Linked DNA regions of Mus musculus: regions 1, 2, 3, 4, 5 and 7 are each linked to region 6. Evidence: chromatin contacts called from public HiChIP or PLAC-seq and promoter capture Hi-C data. All regions are on one chromosome and are shown on one strand. Each heading gives the region's core, a stretch centred on a gene start, on an enhancer-like site or on the middle of the called end of the contact. The rest is flanking DNA. Distances are from core to core; before and after follow the strand shown.

The links. Promoter capture Hi-C pulls out the DNA fragments that hold promoters and counts their contacts. HiChIP or PLAC-seq counts read pairs in DNA pulled down with a chosen protein or histone mark. Capture Hi-C pulls out chosen DNA fragments and counts their contacts.
Region 1: a contact with region 6 is called in a promoter capture Hi-C map of 3T3-L1-derived adipocytes, with 5 times the contacts expected there. The contact joins the promoter of Exosc3 here to the promoter of Tdrd7 in region 6. A contact is called at or near these places in 15 of 39 promoter capture datasets (the 3T3-L1 cell line, 3T3-L1-derived adipocytes, cranial neural crest and 9 more), 2 of 115 datasets of contacts at active chromatin or transcription factors (bone marrow-derived macrophages and extraembryonic endoderm stem cells) and 1 of 9 other capture datasets (adipose tissue).
Region 2: a contact with region 6 is called in a promoter capture Hi-C map of erythroid cells, with 4 times the contacts expected there. The contact joins the promoter of Tbc1d2 here to the promoter of Tdrd7 in region 6. A contact is called at or near these places in 1 of 39 promoter capture datasets (erythroid cells) and 1 of 115 datasets of contacts at active chromatin or transcription factors (pancreatic cancer cells).
Region 3: a contact with region 6 is called in a FOXA1 HiChIP or PLAC-seq map of pancreatic cancer cells. The contact joins the promoter of Dcaf10 here to the promoter of Tdrd7 in region 6. A contact is called at or near these places in 3 of 39 promoter capture datasets (the 3T3-L1 cell line, the C10 cell line and second pharyngeal arch cranial neural crest), 3 of 115 datasets of contacts at active chromatin or transcription factors (astrocytes, bone marrow-derived macrophages and pancreatic cancer cells) and 1 of 9 other capture datasets (adipose tissue).
Region 4: a contact with region 6 is called in a promoter capture Hi-C map of adipose tissue, with 2.6 times the contacts expected there. The contact joins the promoter of Tomm5 here to the promoter of Tdrd7 in region 6. A contact is called at or near these places in 9 of 39 promoter capture datasets (cranial neural crest, embryonic stem cells, hematopoietic stem and progenitor cells and 4 more), 4 of 115 datasets of contacts at active chromatin or transcription factors (embryonic stem cells, epiblast stem cells and large pre-B cells) and 2 of 9 other capture datasets (adipose tissue and liver).
Region 5: a contact with region 6 is called in a promoter capture Hi-C map of embryonic stem cells, with 2.9 times the contacts expected there. The contact joins the promoter of Frmpd1 here to the promoter of Tdrd7 in region 6. A contact is called at or near these places in 3 of 39 promoter capture datasets (the C10 cell line, embryonic stem cells and frontonasal cranial neural crest).
Region 7: a contact with region 6 is called in an H3K27ac HiChIP or PLAC-seq map of extraembryonic endoderm stem cells, with 7 times the contacts expected there. The contact joins the promoter of Fbxo10 here to the promoter of Tdrd7 in region 6. A contact is called at or near these places in 8 of 39 promoter capture datasets (the 3T3-L1 cell line, 3T3-L1-derived adipocytes, embryonic stem cells and 4 more), 1 of 115 datasets of contacts at active chromatin or transcription factors (extraembryonic endoderm stem cells) and 1 of 9 other capture datasets (adipose tissue).

The regions. Positions count from the first base shown.
Region 1 is chr4:45,319,032-45,322,185 of GRCm38.p6, forward strand. It overlaps Exosc3 (exosome component 3), which reads right to left and starts at 1,585. Exons shown (of 4, transcript NM_025513.4): 1 at 1,240-1,585; 2 at 519-668. The coding sequence starts at 1,560.
Region 2 is chr4:46,648,747-46,651,564 of GRCm38.p6, forward strand. It overlaps Tbc1d2 (TBC1 domain family, member 2), which reads right to left and starts at 1,453. Exons shown (of 13, transcript NM_198664.3): 1 at 923-1,453. The coding sequence starts at 1,288.
Region 3 is chr4:45,340,732-45,343,523 of GRCm38.p6, forward strand. It overlaps Dcaf10 (DDB1 and CUL4 associated factor 10), which reads left to right and starts at 1,370. Exons shown (of 7, transcript NM_153167.2): 1 at 1,370-1,996. The coding sequence starts at 1,437.
Region 4 is chr4:45,106,692-45,109,585 of GRCm38.p6, forward strand. Tomm5 (translocase of outer mitochondrial membrane 5) reads right to left here and starts at 1,422. Exons shown (of 2, transcript NM_001099675.1): 1 at 1,222-1,422. The coding sequence starts at 1,342.
Region 5 is chr4:45,183,591-45,186,507 of GRCm38.p6, forward strand. It overlaps Frmpd1 (FERM and PDZ domain containing 1), which reads left to right and starts at 1,316. Exons shown (of 16, transcript NM_001081172.2): 1 at 1,316-1,367.
Region 6 is chr4:45,970,966-45,973,970 of GRCm38.p6, forward strand. Tdrd7 (tudor domain containing 7) reads left to right here and starts at 1,332. Exons shown (of 17, transcript NM_146142.2): 1 at 1,332-1,471.
Region 7 is chr4:45,083,181-45,085,956 of GRCm38.p6, forward strand. It overlaps Fbxo10 (F-box protein 10), which reads right to left and starts at 1,424. Exons shown (of 11, transcript NM_001024142.1): 1 at 1,310-1,424.

The DNA.
Region 1 (3,154 bases), core at 335-2,834, 650 kb before region 6:
GGGTTGGCATACAAAAGATAAGAGAAGGAACAAATAAGATTGAGTGACTAAAGACCCTTGAGAGTTGAAGAAAAAGCAGCAGAGAGGCCAGCACATTTCTGGCTCAGGTGTTCAGGAAGAACATGGCTAAACTACCCAGAAAGCCCAACCTGAAAACCTACAGAAACAAGATTACTCTTCTGTCAGCTCCAGCTCCAAGGATTTAGAGCCATGATGAACAGATAGCCAATAGTGCCCATGGCCCTTAGACTAGGGCCATTTTCCTCATGGGGTGGATTCAGACATGACAGGTAAGGAGGGGGATAGCAGATGTAACTCTTCAACCCGGTAGAAAAGAACCAAGGCTGCAAACATGACATACAGCAATACTTCTGGAGCCGCAGCGCCTGAGAAACTCTTATAAACTGTCTTGGAGAACTGGTTTATGCTTTGAAGACAATTCAAGTAGCCCTCTGGATAGTTAACTTTCTCGGGAGTGGATATTTTTTCTTGTTGAAACCAAAGACTCCCATTATTACCTGCACATTTGGTCTGTTTCTTTTAGTTGCCCCTTCAAATGCCAGGTAAGACAAAGACGCTGGCTCACTCCCTCCAACATCAACTTTGAATATATCTCCAGATTTAGCGATCACTATGCCAATCACGTGGTCCCCTTTCACAGGTACATACTAAAAGCAGAATGAAAGAACAGTCATAAATAATACAAATATCATTACAAAATATCTTCTGAAACTTTCATCTAGGTTGATCAGGGTGGGTCTCAACCTATCCAGCCAACTCATACTCCCCATGTAGCTGCAACTACAAAACCGGCCCGCACCAGTCCAACTTTATGAACGTCTAATTCACACTTGATCAAGTTTCAAGTTTTCTCAGCATCCTTTACAAGTCTGGTGGCACAAGAATCTTTACATTCAAGGAAACCCACTCCATTTGACATTATTCCTAAGTGAAAGCTCTTAATTATTCTATGGGAATTTTAATTCCCTGTGATTTATTTGGACTCATTGCAACTGGGACACCAAATGGCAACCCCGAGGCTTTGGGTTTTTCAAGACAAGATCTCACGGAACCTTTCTCTCCTGTCACCCTTCTCAGGATGTGTTCCTATTGTGGTTCCTCTAAAGAAGATGCAGAGAGGGGGCTAGAAGCCACCGCGGCTCTAGATTCGCCTTAACCTATGATCGCTTGCAGGGGGCCCACTTTCGCGGCAGCGCCGCCTCTCCGACATCCGCTCACCCGCTTCTGCTGCGAGTCCACCCAGTAAACGCCGCCGCCGCCTCCGCTGGGCTCCTTGTGACGCAGGCGGCCACACTTGGTGACCAGCAGACGGTCCCCGCAGCGTCGCAAACCTGGGCCACACACTACGCGCAGCCTCGGGCGCGCACCCGCATTCAGGCGTAACGGCTGCTCCCCGGCGCCGCCAAGGCCGTCTACGTCCTCGTGGTCCGGCAGCACCAGCTCCTCCCCGGGGAGAACCACCTGATTCAGCACCTTGTGCACGGCCCGTGCTCGGCAGCCCGCCACCGACTCCGGTCCCGCGGACAGTACTTCAGCCATGGCAGGCGTCACCATCGCAGCTTCCGGTATCTACTTCCGCTTCCGCTACCCGCCCACCAGGGTCATCTCTTTCCGGTGGTTGTGGGCTTTCTGAGTTGGACTTGAGCTTGGGAGATACTCGCTTCATCCCATGGGTGCTACTCCCTGCCCTGTGTCTGTAGCTTCACGGTACCTAATGTAACAATCTCCCACCTCCTCCCACACACATCACACCTTTTCACCTACTTGAGTTCATCTCTTCAGTGGCTTGGGAACATCGGTAACTCAGGAATTCTCCCAGCTACTTCTTTGGGAGCACACTAACAGCTATGTGAGAAACTGTTAAATCCAAAACCCACAATGTGCAAGAACTTAAGAACTTACAGTTTTCTGACTTTGGGGTTATCTGTGAAACCAGCGTTTCTCTGTCGGCATCTTCAATGAGTAATTGATTCAGTTCTCCAACAGCACTGAAGGCCTTGGCATTGACTGAGATCAGTTGCTTGATGCTTTGCTGCCAACTCGAGTTTATAGATTTTTTTTTTAGGGAAGGGGCATCACAATTCCTGCAAATTTGGTAAAATGCTGGCAAGCCATTTAATCCCTGGATATAAGGGACAACTGAAATACAAGTGCCCCAGCCAAGTTGTTAATTAGTGCTATTGAAAGACTGAGAGTAAGACTCCGAGGTAGGCAGATAAGGAGAGGAGCCACGGCTAGGTAACAGGTGATGAATTGTCAAGTTGGCTAACTTCTTCCTCAACCTCAACCTCCTAACTCAATACAAGCTTAGCAGCCTCAAAAAAAGGCTGTGTAGGCTTTTGTGTAGAGGGTAGGAGGGCATGTGCTTCCAGGTAGTCCTATAGAAACCAGAATTGTTAAACATGCAGATCTTTTTCTTCAATGGAAGAAATTGACAGCTATTCACTTGGAAGGCTGGAATGGAGGTTGTTGAATACCAGGTAATTTTACCATTCTGTGGAGCTAGCTCTCACCTGAATCCCCCTTTTCCTGAGCATTTCCAGTCCATAGACTCCATCCTTATAAGAGAGATCTCATGGATTTGAAAAAGAGTTTGCTATTATGATTATAAAAACCTTTCCTCCCTAGGCTCTTCTCCTGAGCATGTTTTCTCAGTCAACAGAACCCACTCTTGTGGAAGAGGTCATGGTGCTTTTCAAGAAAACATGCACTTTGCAAGGGAGTTTAGATATAACCGTGTCCTAAGCTTTGTGGTAATAGTTGTCACAAGAAAACCTTTTTTTTTTTCTTTTGAAAGTTTTACTGTTTAAATAAGTAATAAATAAATAAATAAAAATAAACTGGAGTCAGACTCCCGAAGTTTGTACCAGCCCGGCTAAGTCATGCTGAACCACGTTTACTTCTTACTTTCTGGGGATCCGCTGGCAGCAGAGCTTGCAGGGACCCCCACACTTTTAACTCTCACCTGCAACAACAGCAAGCCCCCTGCTGATGGGCCGGTTGAACAAGTTCAAGGCCTGCACAGGACACATTACACAACAGTTCTGGCCTAATTCACCATCAATTCTTTATTCAAATCGACCAACCCTACATTTGGGGGAGGGGGGGGGGAGAGACTCTTCAAAGACTTTAA
Region 2 (2,818 bases), core at 203-2,702, 680 kb after region 6:
CACCCCAAAGCCTAGCACAGAGCCAGGCATATGTATGGACTAACCAAAAAAATAAAAATAAATAAATAAATCATGTGCTGAGGGACCCTGACCAACAGCACTTGTCTTGTGGAAGGAACACAAGACCTAAGCCCACATGACCTCTAAAATGTCCTTTCTTGTTTAAAAATTGGATTCCAGCCTAGCCAACTGGCCACACTGCCAGGAAAGGAGAACTACACCTCCCGGCATCCTAGTATCTGAACAGCTGCAGGTTGAGGACATAGGGAGACAGAGACCAGGCAGTGGAAAGAAAGACCTTCATCCTTGCACTCCTCTGCCTAGAGAACTAACCTAAGCCCACATCCATCTTCCCAGACAGGTAACAGGACACTTCCCCTTAACATGATAGATAGGTTCTGACCTGTGGCTCCATCACTCCGTGTGTGCATACGTGTTTATTCAAAAGGCATTTACTAAGAACTCACTAGTTCAGGCATGCCTGGATGAACAATCTAGGCCCATCAGTGAACTTACATATTTTCCTTCCTAATCCCTACCCATGTCTGCATTCCCTCCCGTTGGCCAAAACACCAAGATATGAATCAGATCCTGGCCTCAGCGAGTGCAACCACAGTACCCTGACTGCTTCAATACCAGGTTTGATAACAGCACTGGAAGATTCCAAAAAGTGAGCCACAGCATTGTAAATGCCTGGGCTGGGCCATTCCCTTTTGTCTATGAATCAGTTTCTTAATGCATAAAAGGAGTCCCTCACCCTTGCCTGTGGGAAGGCAATAAGGAAATGGTGTGAAAGCTAAGTGGGACAGCTCCAGGCTCTGGGGCACTGACTGGATGGTGATCACCGTCCGGGTTAATTTGCGGTGGCCATGCATTGGCCCTGAAAACTAGCTCGAGCTGTAAAGTGCGGAGTTCCACTTACCTTGAGGGTAATAACCCGGCTGGGAGTCTTGATTTCAAAAGTGCCCTCCTCCTCAGCGTCCGCCTTACAGTCAAAGACCGCACTGGAGAGATCGATGCTGTCCAAGGGGTTTGCATCCTGCGCGGTGCGCGAATAATACAGGTGGCACTTCCTCTCATCGTAGAAGAACCAGCGGCATTTCCAGCCCTTGATGGGTCCTTTGCCGCCAAACTTACTTAAATACCCACAGAGTTTCTTAGGGACCGTGTCTAGAGGCCGGGCGCAGCCCTCCGAATCCCCGGGAGATACCACCTCGGGCTCCCTGGCCAAGCCCGGAGGCTGTGTGGACTCCGAGGAAGAGGGAGTGCGCTCGGGGGCGTCCTCCATCGCTGCTGGCCCGCTGCACAGGCCTGCGGCACTGGAATGCGGGAGGTCCGACGGGCACCTGGGAACCGGCGATACCTGGCTGGGGCGGAGCCGGTCCGGTCCAGCCCCTAGAAGAAGGCGGAGAGCACCCCTGCCGGCGCCGGAGAGAGCGCCTTAGACACTTGACAGCAAACTCAGCGCAGGACGGCAGGCCACGCCCCTGTCACGCGAGGACCGCCCCGGGTCCCGCCCACCAAGCCAACTTCCGGCTTTTCCTCCGCGCTGTCGGCCATGTTGCTTCGTTCGCCCGCGGCGCGTGCGGGCGCCTCTGTTTAAAAACAAGGCTTTTTCTTTCTCCGAGGCGCTTTAAGCGTGGGGAGGGATGCAGGAAGCCAGGCCAAGCTACGTGGCCGTGGGGTTCGCGTGGAGGCGCTGGAGCATGGCGTCCTCTCCAGCCGCCACTCTACGGGTGCCGCGCGAGTCACCGCGGGACGGCGCATCGCGCAGCCATTGGCCGAGCGCTCCGTTTCCGATCCTGAACCTAAAAGTTTGGAAGTTTTCCCAGTCACCTCCCGCGATCGCTCTGGTCGGACACCACCTCCTCCACCACCCCTGCCTCGGCTCGCATTTCACCTTACAGCCCCAGTCGCCTTACCTCGGGCGCCTTGTTGCACTGGCGGGAACGCGGAGCACCGCGAGGACAGAGCAGAGCTTTAAATAGCAGGGCTAGGATCCAACTGATTCCCTCAACCTCCTGCCTCAGTTTACCAAAGCGCCCCGAGGCGTGTTTCGCCACTAGATCGATACACCTTGTTCTGGTTCACCTCTCTTCTGGAGTCTCATCTTTCTTGCCGGTTACTTTGCCCGTCACCTCAACTCCCTTGTGCGATCCGTTTACAGGCAAGGGTTTTTTAGTGGAAGTATGGCAGTAGCGACCCTCTCTGAGTACCTGTATATTTTTAAGATTCTCTATCGTTGAGCGACTTTGCTAAGGTTTTCTCACATAAGGATGGGCAGGGCTCACACCTACCCTTCCCTCCACAACAAGAGAATTTATGGTGAAACTAAGGAGCCCTCCTAGACTTGGAGAGGCCACTGGGCGTTGGATTTTGTAGATGGGGAAGGTTACAAATCAGTATTGTCTACTAAATACCAGGCGCTCGCGCGGGGGCGGGGGGGTCTTTTTTATTGGAAACAGATTATTTTCTCATCCCAAATCAACATTGGCCATCGTACCTCTGTTGATAATTTTGCATTTTTAAGAAATCCTTCAGTACTTCCTTGATCCACACCTGTCTATCCTCAGAACTGTTTTTGATAGTATGCCCGAAGCTCCAAATACAGAAGGTAGAAAAGGGTGAGTCTTCATTAAATGTTGGCTGCAACTGAAAGTCAATAAACGACTTAAAAGCTGTAAGCCACCAAGAGGACAATAGGGTGTTTAGCAGAATTCACACCACTGAAAACTGGAAAATGCTACAATTAAATTATTGTTTAAGACAGGATCTCATACAGCACAGGCTGGGCTCAAGCTTGCTGTGTAGCCAAATA
Region 3 (2,792 bases), core at 120-2,619, 630 kb before region 6:
TCATTATGACATGAACAGAGAACATGTAAACTTATAAACTCTTGTTTATTCCAATTTTCTTTCCTTAGATTCTCTAAATTGTCAGTGAACATGGTTAGTTTTTTCTTCTTCTTTTCTACGGTACTAGGGGTTGAAGTTAGGGCTTCACACACGTTAGATAAACGTTCCACCGCTGAACCACATCCTCAGCCCAGTGAACAGCTCTTCAATGCCTTTGGGACCTTAGTATGCTTTTCATGGGGAATGCCCTGCACTGTGAAATCTGATTATGTGGAGCCAATTCAGACCGAATGATGATTTCTTGATTTTCTGTCTAAAGTTCAACCATTGAATATCTAAGTCCCTTTCTGCAGACATCTTCCAGGTCTGTCTTCACGGGTTGGCACATCCTCCAGGTTTATATCACAGTCACTAAAACGTAAACTCCCTACAACGCTACAGACCTACAGAATTGGTTGGGGTTTATTTTGTTTTGTTTGTTATCTATCTGCCTTTCCTTTTACCTCGGGCTATCCTTTTTGAGGACTAAACTTCCCTGCACTGGAAACCTCTATTCCCTGTTAATGAGTTCCCTGAAAAGAGGTACTCAGCAGCTGGAGCAGAGAGGAATATCGTCAGGGGCAGCAGGAGCGGAGACAGGGGAATATCATCAGGGGCAGCAGGGGCGGAGACAGGGGAATATCGTCAAGGCCCGGGCAGTGCTTGGCAGATGTAGTATGAGTATGACGGACAGTGGGCTCTGGCTTTGTGGATTTGAATTGATTGATCTCTAGCTCCCCTCATTTACTCCTAGCTGCACGTATGTTCTTTTTGCGGGGAAGAGAAGAAGGCTCTAACCCTGATAAAGATTTCCCTTACTGTGCAGCAACCAAGATTTGGGCAGATATGTATGACATCAATAGATTCCTTTAGTCTAGGCCCTGTACAGTCCAATGCTTTTTAAATTCGACTGCTCTTGAATCTTTATAGAGTTCTAGGCTGAGTAAGTAGGCAGTGTGCCAAGAGCTTTACTGTGTGACCTACATATAATACAGTAATCACCGTCCCCTCCCCCAGCCCCTCTTGCTGCTCCATTTCAGTGTAAGGACAACAGTAGATAATCCGACCCAGTCTGGTAGGACTGGTCCGGCACACAGCCAGCCAGTGCTCCCTGACAGCTGAGGGCCGACTCTCTGCTGGTTGTAGTCGGGTTCTGTGTGCCCTACATTGCACACACAGGGCTCGTGGATCCTGACTTCACAGTCCTCCTAGGTTGTGGCGCACCCGGCGGTGGTGTCCCTGCTTTTACGTCCCCGGCAGAGGGCAGCCTAGCGGCGGCGCGGGTTTCCCAGCCGGCGGCTTTAGGGCGCGACACCCGGAAGTGGCGGCTGGAGCGGGAGCGCTGAGTTGTCGGGCGGCGGGACAGCGGCCCGGAATAGGGGGCGGGGGCGTTGGTCATGTTTCCCTTCGGGCCCCACAGCCCGGGCGGGGACGAGACGGCTGGAGCCGAGGAGCCGCCGCCTCTCGGAGGGCCGGCGGCAGCTTCCAGACCGCCCTCTCCAGCTCCGCGACCGGCGTCTCCGCAGCGAGGAGCTGACGCGGCCTCTCCCCCGCCGGTCGCCGGGAGCCCTCGCCTCCCGGGCGGCCCCGCGGTGTCCCCAGCCGAGCGCGCCGGAGAGTTCGCGGCTCCCGGAGCTCTGGAGTTGTCCGCCGCCACCGCGTCGGCGTCGCAGGCAAAGCTGTCACCCTCCTCCTCGCCGCGCAGACGCTCGAGGCCGGACTGGAGGGCGGGCGGGCGGAGCCGGCAGGGCCTCGGCGCAGGCCTGGGCGGCCCCGGGGCCAGACTGTTCGGGTGGCTGAGAGAGCGAAGCCTCGGTCGCGGGCTGTTCGTGGACCCGGCTCGGGACAATTTCCGCACGATGACTAACCTGTATGGGTCCATCCATCCCGCAGACTCGGTGTACCTCAGCACCCGCACCCACGGTGCTGTCTTCAACCTCGAGTACTCTCCGGACGGGTAAGCTCCTACACCCCAGCGGGCTCCCTCCGCTCAGGCTGGCCGCAGCCGCTGGCCTTCGTGCCCCCCGGTACTTTGTCACCTATGAGCCCTGGCCTGGCCTGTTGGGATAGGCAGGCCCAGTGCTTCCCTTCGGGGTCCTGGAGGCTCGGGGAAAGAGAACTACTTTTAAGCCGTCGCTTCAGGTCAGTCGGAGCCAGTACACAACTAGGGCGTTCTGGTACACCAAAACAAATAGGCTTTAAAGAAATGCTCGTCGTTTTCCTGTGATCCTCAGTTGGCTTTGTTCTGATCTGAATTTATGTGAAAGGTAGAAAACTTGCAGACTCTTTGGACCGTGTGCCAGATCCTGCCACGAAGGAGACAAATGAAGGCTTTAGAAAGACACTAAGACTGCAGAAATCCGCTTCTCAGGGTTTGGGCCATTTTGTGGGATAGACTGCATGCTTAGACTGCTAAGATGATTGCTCTTGGTTTACTTCAAGCCATAGGGAATTTTCAGACTACCCCAGGGAAATTTAGTAGTACTCTGTCTTGTGAGTGCACAAGTTTAACAACAAGTTTAAAATACTGCTTGTGGCTCCACGGTAAGATGACATAATAACATTCTTATCACAATATATCAAGACTACATATATATTAAAACATTATAAAACAACCGGTAAACTATATTAAAAGGAGAAGAAAATAGGCTTGAAGGGGGGGAAGCGACTAAGTTAAATCATAATGATGAGGACTCAGCTCTATTTGGAATCTTTCATGGGTATTTACATAAAGATTAAACAAGTATTAGATT
Region 4 (2,894 bases), core at 172-2,671, 860 kb before region 6:
GACAAGCAGAAAAACACATAACAAAAGTCTCTTGTTTCAAGACAGATTTCTCTGTGTAACCGCCCTGTCTGTCCTGGAACTCCATTTGCAGACCAGGCTGGTCTTTAAAAAAAAAAAAAAAAAAAAAAATCATTGAGATCCACCTACCTCTGCCTTCTGAGTGCTGGGATTAAAAGTGTGTGCTACCATGCCCGGTTCTAAATAAAAATCATTAAATAGAATAAATCAGTGCACTAAGCTAACATTTCCTTGAGAGCTCTTGCCTATAAGAGAAGGATGGGAAAGCTAAAGTTTAAAGGGTAAGCAGGATGTTTTGGGTGCTTCCATTTCCCCCAAGATGTCCTGTCCTGGAGGAGCCAGCAATACAGAGAGTACAGCAAAAGAGGCACCCAAATGAGGGAGGCCTTAACTCCAGTCTTCTAAAAATGTTGGTATGTTCTTCAATTATTTGAATCGCTCCTGCCTCTCCCTGCCCAGAAGACTCCCACAGGCAAGCAAGCACTGGACAATAGGAAGAAGTGGTACAGGTGTGGAGGTCAGAGTACAACTTCTGGAAACTGGTTCTCTCCTGCCACCACGTGTGGATCCGGCTCAGGCAACTCAGTGAGCCACCTAGCCAGCCCCTGACTTTTAAATTGACAGTATGGCTTTAACCTTGAGTATGTGTCCTATGAACTCAAGCTCTCACTTGGGGTGAGGTGGCACAGATCAAGCAACTTTTGTTAATGTTGAGATCAAACGCTTCAGAGATTCTCCAAGAAAAACCAATTATTTACTTCACCCTCTGTACAAACAAACATAAAGAAAGCTAATCTCTTGTACTTCAAAGGCAAGCAGAGAGAGAAAGCGCCTGCTACCTTATTAAGAGCTCAGCCGGAATTGTATTCGTTCTCTGAACGGCCAAATGACCTTGGGTCAGCCACCTTCCGGGGACCGTTTCTAGGTTTGCAAAACGAGGGTATTGCTCCGAGGATAACACGTGGGAGCTTCTTAAGCACAAACGTTGGGCGAGCAAAGGTGACTTAACCACGCGTCCTCCGCCACCACGTGCACTGGGCACATCCCCAGGACCCGCAGACCCCCAGAGTGTGCGCAGTTGGGCAGTCCTGGACGTGCAAGCACCCCACTCTCCCCAGGATGCTCAGCTCAAGGCCCCACGACCGCGTGCAGGGTTGGGTGTGGACGCGTGGCCTCACGGTCACAGCCCAGAAGGACACTCACTGACTCGCAGCAGGGCCACGTAGATGAGGAAGTTCCGAATGGAGGAGACCACATCCTCACGCATCTTCCGCTTCATCTCCTCCGGGTCCAACTTGGGCGCGAGACCCTCGATCCGGAACATTGCGGCGGCTCTGCCTCCAAAGCTTGCGAGAGCAGCAGCTTGCTCTCCTCCAGTGGCCGCCCTGCACCCGGAACTTAGCCAGGCTCCACTTCCTGTCCCACCCCTTGTTTCTGTCCTGTGACGGGAACCTGTGAGGGGAAAATTTCATCCTGTCTTCTTGTGTCTGAAGCAAAGAGACCTGAAGGGGGCGGCCGCCGCCTTAAGTCTCTGAGCCTTGGGTGGATCTGGACTGTGTTTTGGTCCCTAGCCGGGAGAGTGCCACCTGTAAAGTTGTTTTATGCTGTAAAGTAGGGAGGTGTGTGCAAAAATATCATTATAAATAATAATAACATTTATGAAGAATCTAAGACAGTACTTCGTGAAATGCACATTTTAGTCTGTCCTTCCTAGGTTTGAAATTTAAAACAACTTAGTTGGGAATGAAGTTCGTTTGCCAAATCGTTTTCTTAGGATGCATGAAGCCCTGGATAGTGTTGCTGTTGTGATAAACACCACCAAAATAACTTAGGAAGGAAAGTGTTTCACCTAACCTGTTAACGTTATCCAGGGAGGCCAGCACTGGAGTTCAAGCTGGAACCTAGAGGAGGGAACTGAAACCAAGCGGAGACGTTGTCTTTACTGGCTAGCTGGCCTCAACCAGCTAACTTACTTTTATTGGTTAGGACCACCTGCCGGGTGGCATTGCCCACAGTGGGCTAAGCCTTCCTCCATCAACTAGTAGTCACACAATGACCCTCAAATTCACCAATAGGACAATCTGGTGGAGGCAATTCCTCAATTGAGGTTTTCGCTTCCTAGGTGTCAAGTTGACAAAAACTAGCCAGCACAGTGCTGCACACACCTGTGTTCCCAGCACTGGGCTGCTGGAAAAAAGGGGTCAAGAGTTGAAGGTCAGGGCAGTGCTGGCTCAAGCACTTGGGAGACACAGGCAGGCAGATCTTTGAGTTCAAGGCCAGCCAGGTCTACAGAGTGAGTTCCAGGACAGCCAGGGTGACACAGAAAAATCCTGTCTCCAGACAAACAAACGAATGAGTTCAAGGTCAAGGTGGAAACAGTGTCTCACACCTGTAATTTCAGCCCTCAGAAGACAGAGGCAAAAGAATTACTGCAAGGTTAGGGGCAGCCTGGGTTACAAAGTAATTACAAGGACAATCTGAAACAAACAAACAATCCCAAGATAAACAAACACAAACAAAAAACAGAGGTCAAGGTTATCACCCTCAGCTAGTGAGCTCAGACTGCTAGTGTCCCAGACACTGAAATTCTAACATTTCCCACATTTTTTTTCTGTACACTCATTTTTTGGAGGTAACTGATCTTTAAATATTCTAATGAAGATCTTGGACTACAGCAAGTATGAGCCCAGATCAAAACTGATCAACACTGGACAGATGAGAGAAAATCAAGTTAGAGTTTTCAGACATGAATGGGACAACTGAATTTTTCACATAATCCAATATCAGAACGTCTCTTTTTGCAGGCACACTGTATAACAACAATGAATTTGGGGTTAAATAAGAATAATACTTGAGGGCTGGTGAGATGGCTCAGT
Region 5 (2,917 bases), core at 66-2,565, 790 kb before region 6:
CTAGGGACCTGGTGGGTGCTGGAGTTTCTGTCTTCATCAGGCCAAGGGCTGACCTGTTGCTTTGCCCACTTGTCACTGGATTAAGGATCTTGTCTGTGCTCATTTGATTCCCAGAGTGGTCTAATTTGATAATCTGGTGGCAACAAGATTGCCACCTTCTATCCTTAAAACTCCTCCTCCCATGATAGCTAAGGATAGCACGGAATACTGACCAGGAACTGCCTCCTCTAACTCTTCAATTCTGCTCCCTTTCTGCTCCTGTTTCAGTGAAAGCTGCGATATCCTGAGAGCTTTGTTCTGGTCCTCTGGAATGCTTTCCCACACTCTAGTTGGCCAACTCCAGTTGTTGTTCAGAGGCACCCCCTTCAGTAGGCGGGATGGTGCTACGGGCACCGGATCAGCACTTTATTCAATCGGCTAGACTGTACTAGGAAACAGTACCAGGTTTTTCTGGAGGCCACTTCTCCAGTGTCTAGCACAGCGTAAGCCTGGGGGTGTAGCTATTCCATCTTAAGAGACTTGCATGGGGAAAGAGGTGGTAGAATTGTAACATGGGAACTGGGTTACTCGGCTTGGGGGGTGGGGGCGGGGATCAGAAGGGGCATGGGTGCAGAGCCCCAGGGTATCTCAGTAGTTTAAGGCTTCTAGATCTTCCGAGCCCCCTCCCCCAGAACAGAAGGATTGGGGGACTATGACTTCTCAGGGCAGAGACGGGGTAGTGGTCAACAGTGCCTAAAGTGAGCCCACTCTCTTCCACTGCCCTCAGCAGGAGAGACTGGGGAGGCAAGGACTGGGAGACAAGGGAAGTATAAAGATCCTCTGTGTTCCCCAGGGTCTCCTACCGCGGGGTAAGAAAGCTGGGAAGCCAGAGCTTAGAAGGGGGGTCATTCCGAGTTCCAGCTTAGGCTGCTGGCCTGGGTGACCTTGGGGTGTCCCTTTCCCCTCCCAGCCTCAGTGTTCCCGTGGGGACGCTGCGTATCCCCCGGCGGGTGAGTTGGGGAAGGCCAGCCGAGGCAGGGCCTGGGTGGGAGCAGGACCGCCCACTGCGACGGCCCAGGACCTCAGGAGCCCGCGTGGGCGGTGCGTGGGGCTCCTCCCCCGGGGCGGGGGTCGCGGCGCCGGCAGCTGGTGGCCCCGCAGCTGCAGCCTCAGCACCTGCCGCCGCCAGACGGCGCGGGCGCAGCCGGGCCCGGCCTCTCCCCCCTCGGGCTGCAGCCGCGGCGCGGGAGGCGGAGCCGGAGCCGAGCCGGAGCCCAAGCCGAGCCGCTGCCCGAGCCCGGCCGGCTACCGTGGCCGCCGCTGGGCGGGGCGCCCCAGCTACTGCTCCCGCCGGCTCCGCGTGCACGCGGGCGGCGCCTCCTCCTCAGGTAAGGGCGAGGCCCCCCGCGCCGCCGCAAAGTTTTGGGGATACCTGGATCCCCACAGCCCAGGCCTGCGTCTCTGGGAGCTGCTCCTTGGCTTCTTCCGCGCCGCCCTCCACGCTGCGCTCCCGGGTGACCCGCTCCACTCCTCGTGTCCCCTCTCCCGGCGTCCGTGGCGTGGCCGCCAGCTTGCTTGGGACCTGCAACGGTTAACTCTGTGCATGGGATCCGTGTGCCTTAAGTTTCCGAGGTCTGCACGGTGTAGTTGTGGGAGGAGCGACCAGCCGCGAGGCAGCCCTGGGTTCAGGTGCGGCCGCAGCCAGCGCCAACTTTCTGAGTGACCTCAGATGAGCCCTGCCTGTCCGGTCTCCACTGCCATACCTGCACCAGAGTGGGTTGAGCTGTTCGCCCGGACGATCGGCTGAAGCGTCACGCTTGTATTGCTCTGTTTTGAGTGGGGGGGGGGGTGCCCGAGAGTGTGTCAGCTCCAGAGCTCATGGGGAGTGGAGAGGAATGTTGAAGACCTACAGAAGTCTGTATTGGTGGGGAGGGACAGGTCGCGTCCCTAACCCGCAGCAGCCTTGACTGAGCTTAAGGATGGGTGTGGCAATGGCCTCTGGAAATGGAGTAGCTGCAAGGGCTAGGTGTCCCAGAGCCATCCTGGCTGTGTGACCTTGGGCAAGTCCACATTTTGAGGCTGGTTTTGGTGCCTCTAAGGTAGGGTGAAAGTAGTGAGATGTTCTTTGAGGTCAGTTACTATAAAACTCTACAGAAGGGGAGTCTCTGAGCTCTGGTTTGCAGGGTCAGTTTGGGTGGAGCCATTAATCCATCAAGAATCTATCCAGCACTTACAAATTGGTGTTTGGAAAAAATAAAGGAAGCATTTGGGGTTTGCTCTAGGAGTCTCAAAATAGACATGGCAAGGGTTGGTGAGAGCGCGCCTTGCTTACTCCGGTGCATTGGCCGTCATAAAATATTCAACGACATAATGATTTGTTTTCAAAGTGGCTTATAGATCAGGAAATGTTTCTGTTTGTGAGGTGGTTATTTATTTATTTATTATTTTTTTGCCAAAACCTCTCAAAATTGAGGGGGGAAGATAATGCCCTGTTGTAGGGCCCTGAAGGAGGCTAGTGGATGCTTAATTCCAGTCTAAGGGGAGGCTGAGATGTTTTACAGTTCTGGTTATGGAGACTCGCTCTAAATCAGGAGTCCTCCGGTGGGTGTTGCGTGTCCATGTCCATGGGGCTGCAGAGGCCCACAGTTCAGAAAAGACGTGTCTTGACTTCCGGGATAGGTGAATTCTGGTGTAGCCGGAGCGAAGTTGAGAACGAGATACCTGAGCGTGTGTGATAGAAGGTGAGATTTGTCCCACTGCCCAGTATCTTGTGCTGCAATTAGTGCGCCCCAGTGAGAAACATCTCGTGGAAGCAGTTTTGTTTGATTTCCTTCCTAGACATGCTGGTTTTCGGTTTCAGGCTTTCGGAAGTCAGAAGTCTGGGGAGAGGGAGTTTTGTGACAGGGTGGGGTTGTGATACCTGCGTTTGCCTTTCCCA
Region 6 (3,005 bases), core at 82-2,581:
CCAGATGTGAGATTATGAAAGAGAACAGTGTTCAAAGAACACCCCTGGTCAAAGCCTTAAGACAGAACCTACTGAGCACAGGATATCCGGCTTTTCACGATCTCCTTCCAGTCTATTCATCGCCTACTGCAGCTTCCCAATGAATGCAAAGTTCCTTAAGCACAAGGTTTATAGGCCCTATACACTGTTGCTATTTGTCAGCAGGTATTGAGTCTGTAACAGTTAATTGTCTGCTCACCCACTGAAGGATGTTTATGCTATCTCTGTGTCTTTAAGTATTGCAAGCAAGGCTGATTTAAACATCCTTGTACGGGTCTGTGATGAATAAGCCCTTTCCTTTCTCTTGGGTCAATACCAGGGAGTGGAAACTCAGGGAGCCAAGGTTATAAAGTACTAGTGTATGCAACGACACAGAAGAGTCTCAATAGAATTCTGATGAGTGAAGAAAGCCAGATCCTCCCCCTTAATGACAATACATATGAAATAATTATATTTATATAAAACTCCAGAAAAAGCAAGAGCTCTATAGTAAGTAAGTGGGCACTTACAGGACTAAACGGTAGGGAATGAGGCAAACATTATAGAAAGAGAGAGAACTTTGAGGGTGTGGCTATGTTCCTCATGTTACTATCTGTGATTGTTTCTCTGTTGTATGCATACCAAACACATGAAAGTGTACATTTGAATCGTGCAGCTTATAGTATGGCAAGTGTACCTCAAACTGTTAAAAAAAATTGCTGATTGAGTAAGCAGCAGCAGGCTTTCAGCAAAAATATACAGAATGATGCCAAGTTTTCACAACGGGTTAAAGCAATCCAGCATTAAATAAATGTTAGTGGAATTACCGTGGAGTGAATAAATAGCAGCTATTCAACGTGTTTTGAATGAATTAAAGAATTTGATAAGTATTTATTTTATGCTTATTATATACTGGGCAGTGTTCTAGGATCTCTGCCCTCAAACAGCTTTAGTTTTAGAGCAGTGGATGAAAGCAGCGTTGTTACACACGCGTGAAGGGTATGTGGCAAAGCATTTTAATATAGTCCCCCTCCTCCAAAGAGTGACCTAGAAGACAGCTAAAGACAGACTGTCTAGAAGATGAAAAGAAGTATTGAGATGCTGAAGAGAACGAACTTTGTGGAAAGAGAAATAAATCCACACCCCGAGCGTCAGGACGGCGTGCGCACGCGCAGAAACCGCTAGGCGGCGTCGGTTTCCCTTCTCACACGCGGACCTCGAAGTGGGCAGCCGTGGCCGGAGCGCCTGCGTCTGCGCAGAGCTAAGCCGGCCGGCGAAGGGGCGGGGCGTGGTGCGACGGGGCGTGGCCCAGAGGGCGGGGCTTTAGGTGATTCCCAAGCCACGGCTCAGGCCGTGCGGGGAAACCGAAAGTGGGCGGCGGCCGCCCTGGCGGAGGGAGCGGAGGGAGCCGGGCCCAGAGGCGCGGGCTTGGGCCGCGGGTCCCCGGGACGAGGTGAGCTCGGTCGGGGCGCGACAGGTGCGGGCGACGCGGGGCGGGCTGCGGGACGGCAGGGCACGGGCAGGACAGCGGCTGGGCGCGGCGCCTCAGGCCCGGGCCTGGTCCCCGCCGTGGCGGGGTTCCAGAGCGTCGTGCGTGACGCCCCGGGACGTCCACCCAGCCGGTCGCGGTGCAGCAGGAGCTGCAGAGGGGGGCGTGGGAGGCGCGCAGCTCTGAGCAGGAAGTAGCTCCCGGTCAGGAGCAACCGGCCTCGGCCGCCCGTGCTGGGCAGCGGTACCCGAGCTCTGCGCAGTTGTGCCAGCCCCGCGGGCCACACTGCGGCGGCCTCCGCCCTCGAGACCGGCCGGTGCAGGCCGCGCACATCACACAGGACCTACACGTAGCCGTTCCTGTCAACCGTGAGCGCTGGGGAGGAAACAAGCATTCACGGAGAAGTTGTCTTGGAAGTCAAGTGGGAGCTGACAGCCTTTCTGCTCCTGTCCGCTTGAGGGTACATTTCTGTCAATATCCAGGGCTACCACTACCCAGTCATCTTGGGGAGCAGGGAAGAGAGGTGTGTATAGATGTTAAAGCCCAACCCCAAAGGATTCTGATACCAACACCACAAACTAACCGAGAAAACCACGATTCGTGTTGGTGGTGCCCACCTATGCTCTGCAGGTGGACGTTTGCAGAGAAGTGTTCTTGGAACTAGAAACGCCTTTAGTGGCAGAAGTGTAATTTAGAACTAAATCCCTGTCTCTTCCCGACCTCCATGATGTGGATGAAAATGTGGCATTCTACAGTGCGGCCTTTGCAGATAATGTATTGGAATCTGAGCTTCTAAAGCTTAAATGTAAGGTCGGGAATCAATTGCACCTCTGGTCTCTAAGTCTGCTCAAGAACCGAATGGGAATAGCTAACTGACCCTTTGAAGTGTTCTCAAGACAAGATAAGTCTTTGGCTCATAATAATAATCTTCTAAAGAGGCTTTCTATTTACCCAAACTGCCCATATTTTACAGGTTGGGATTTCAAGGTTTTTGATGACAGGGACACGCAAATTTTTAGGATAAGTTAGCATATAGTGTAGACTCAGCTGACGTAGGCGAGCTTCAGTTACATGCAAAGGACTGTGCTGGCCATAGAGCCCGCAGCTCCTCAGCCCTTCTCTTTGGTAGATTTTCTCTTTGCTAAGACAGTGAGGCAGCACTTGGCAGTGCCTTAAGATTTTAGTCCCTGTGGATTGAAAGTGGAATGTAATCCCTGCTAATACCCTTTTAAATGCGCCACATGAGACTGGCTGGGTGAGCTATTGTGTTGCATCTGGAGTTTAAAGCTCCTAGAAGGATCGCTCTTTTTAAGTTTTCTAATATTTGTTGGGTGTTTAATAGAAATGTAAAGAAAATGCACTTTATAACTCAATTCTGGGTGCCTGTTTTATGTTTGATGAAGTATAAATAGCAAAAATTAAGCTTTGATGTAGAGGAAAATATCTGGATGCTTTCATGAGTCAGGAGTTTATCGTTGCTTGGAGTGAGTTTGACTTT
Region 7 (2,776 bases), core at 174-2,673, 890 kb before region 6:
GACACACACAGACATGGACTCACGTGAGCACACGCGCGCGCGCACACACACACACACACACCTGTGTGTGCACATACAGACTTTTATATAACTAACATAGCTAGCTATGCAAACAGCTCCATGGGGGCAGACACCATTGTCTGGATCTTGTTGCCAGAATAAACGAACAGTTGAGTTAGAACATAGGCAAGCTCAAGCATTCTTTCTACTACCCAAGGCCAACAGTGTTGATGGCTGAGCAAAATCAAAGTCCTGGCCTCGTTCTTGGTCTAGCTTCTCTGTGTGCAGGAGACGGCTGGATTCCATGGGCTCCTAGGCATCTTCCAGTAGACAGTCAATCACCCTACTGTATTTTTTTTTTTTTTTTTTTTTTTTTTGTGATAGCACATGCCTGACAGTTTTCTTTCCCCTCAGAGGGAATCTGATACCCATCTGCTCAAGTAAATTAGCGTTCCCATCCTGCCTGACTCATTCGGTAGGAACAACAGGTTCACATGCCAATATGAAACAGAAGGCAAAGGGGGCCTGGGAAAGGGGAGAGGGCTCCTCAGCCAAAACGACACATTTTTCAGAATCACATTCACAGAGGACGGTGTGCTTACTGCGAGAAAGACGTCTATCATGGACTCCTAGATTGCTATTTTAACAATGCTCACACGGAGAGTGCTCTCTAAGGAGTCCTCAACGTTTCCTGCTTAATCCTCACAGCAACCTCGGGCCGAAGAATTCATCTCTACTTTTATTTATTTATTTTTTTTTTCCATTTTTTATTAGGTATTTAGCTCATTTACATCATCTCTACTTTTAACAGAAGCACCACCGACGTGGCTCAAGGTTGCCTGGCTAGTGGGTGGTGGATGGAACTAACACCAACTCCGGAGTTCTGGCTCTCCAAACGGCTCTGCCATCAGTGCAGGAGGGAGGCCGGGCAGGGGGTCGTCCCCTCTTCCTTCAAAGATTTGCGGAAACCGAGTCTCCGCGACTTGTTAAAACCAGACCCACTGGGTGCGCGACTGCACGCTCTCTCCTGCATCCCAGGTGAAGGCTAGCAAACCGCAAAATCGCATTCATTCTCTCAGACACTTGCAAAGCCCTGGGGCTGGAGGCGACCGCGGGTGGGTCCGGGGTGGGGGCGGACGGGGGCACAGCTCTCCCGGAGCTCCGGCAGCCGAGGCCCCCCACCTCCCGCAGTGCCCCCAGGCCCGGTCCCCGCACCCCAGCCAAACGCTGGGCCCACGGAGGGACCGAGCGGCCGGTGAGCCTGGAGCATCCGCGGGCTCCCGAGAAGCCTCCTTCCTGCGCCTCTTACCTCAGGGAGCGGCGCTGCCCGGCCGCGGCCGCGACGCCCTGGAAGCCGCAGGGCTGCCGGAGGACTGCGGCGCTCGGCCACAGCGGGGTCCGACTTCGCCGCGAGCCCCGCCCCCGGTGGCTGTCACGTGACGCGGGTGTAGGGCTGGCCTGCGAGCGCGCGCGGCCGTGAGACTGGAAGGAGGGCGGGGCGAGCGGGGCTCGGCGATGGAGGGCGAGCGTGGCCTCCGAAGGGGTGGGAACAGCATCGTGGGCGGGAACTGCCGGAGGCTCCTAGGGGCCTGGAAGCGGGCGGATCCTTCCCATCACCACTATAGCCTAACAGCACCCTGGGCTCCGTGCATATGAGCACATAGGAGCTGGAGTCACCCTGAGCCCAGCTAGAAGTCAGGAAGGACTTGGGGCCATGGGTGGGTTGTGTGGAAAACGTTTGGCACAACGCAAATGATGTGTGTAGTACCTGTTGCACCAACTACTAGTTATGGGCCCAAGAGAACAAAGCGGTGGTGGCTCCTGTTCTGAAATCCACTCTGTGGCGGAGAGGATAAACCGGAAAAGCTGTTTAAGTCCATATGTATTTAAAATTATATGAAGTACATGAAAAGAGCTCTTTGGTTGAAAACTAGGGTTTGAGGAATGTGATGACCTCATGAGAGTAGCTATGTGAAAGAGGCCAGAGAAAGCTCCTGCGCTGAGGGAGACAAGACGACTCCTAAGAAAAAATATTTTTTTTGTAGATTTTTTTTACTTTTATGCGTATTTTATGCACCTGATTTATGTGCACACAGGGGGCCCTGGAAGCCAGAAGAGGGAGCCGGAGCCCTTGGAACTTGAATATAGACAGTTGTGAGCCACCAAGTGGATCCTTTGCAAGAGCAATAAACCTCCTGACTAGTAAGCTGTCTCTCCAACCCTGTATCCCACCATCCCGAGGTCTTAGATAAAAGGGTATTAGAGGTCATCAGTATTTCATAAGCCATGATAAAGGAAGCCATTGAAGGGGGAGAATGCAGGTGTTCGATACTCTGTGCTGAGAAGACAAGAGAAGTAGAGACTGGCCTGAAGTACTGGAAGTGGATATGGGGGCACACACACGGATCTGAGACAGTTTTGCAGTAAAGTCAAATTTGGGGGGGGTGTTGTTTTATGCAGTGGTTAAGGCAAATTCAGGGTCTTGCACATGCTGAGCAAGTGCTACCCCCCTGTACCCCCTGTACCCCCCTACATCCCAGCCTTCAACGATTCATTTGTTTAAACCCCAAACAAAACACCTAGACCCAAACCCAACAATTGAATGCTGACCGAGAGCTGTTCAGCAAGCACACAGATGTAGTGGAAAGGCCATGCTTAGACGTCGCTTACGTTTGGCAAACCGATCGCACGTCTAATCCTTTGAAAAGTGGCCCATTGTATGAAACCAGCAGGCTGAATATGAATTTCAATACCCAATTAAAAGCCTGAGTTCCTG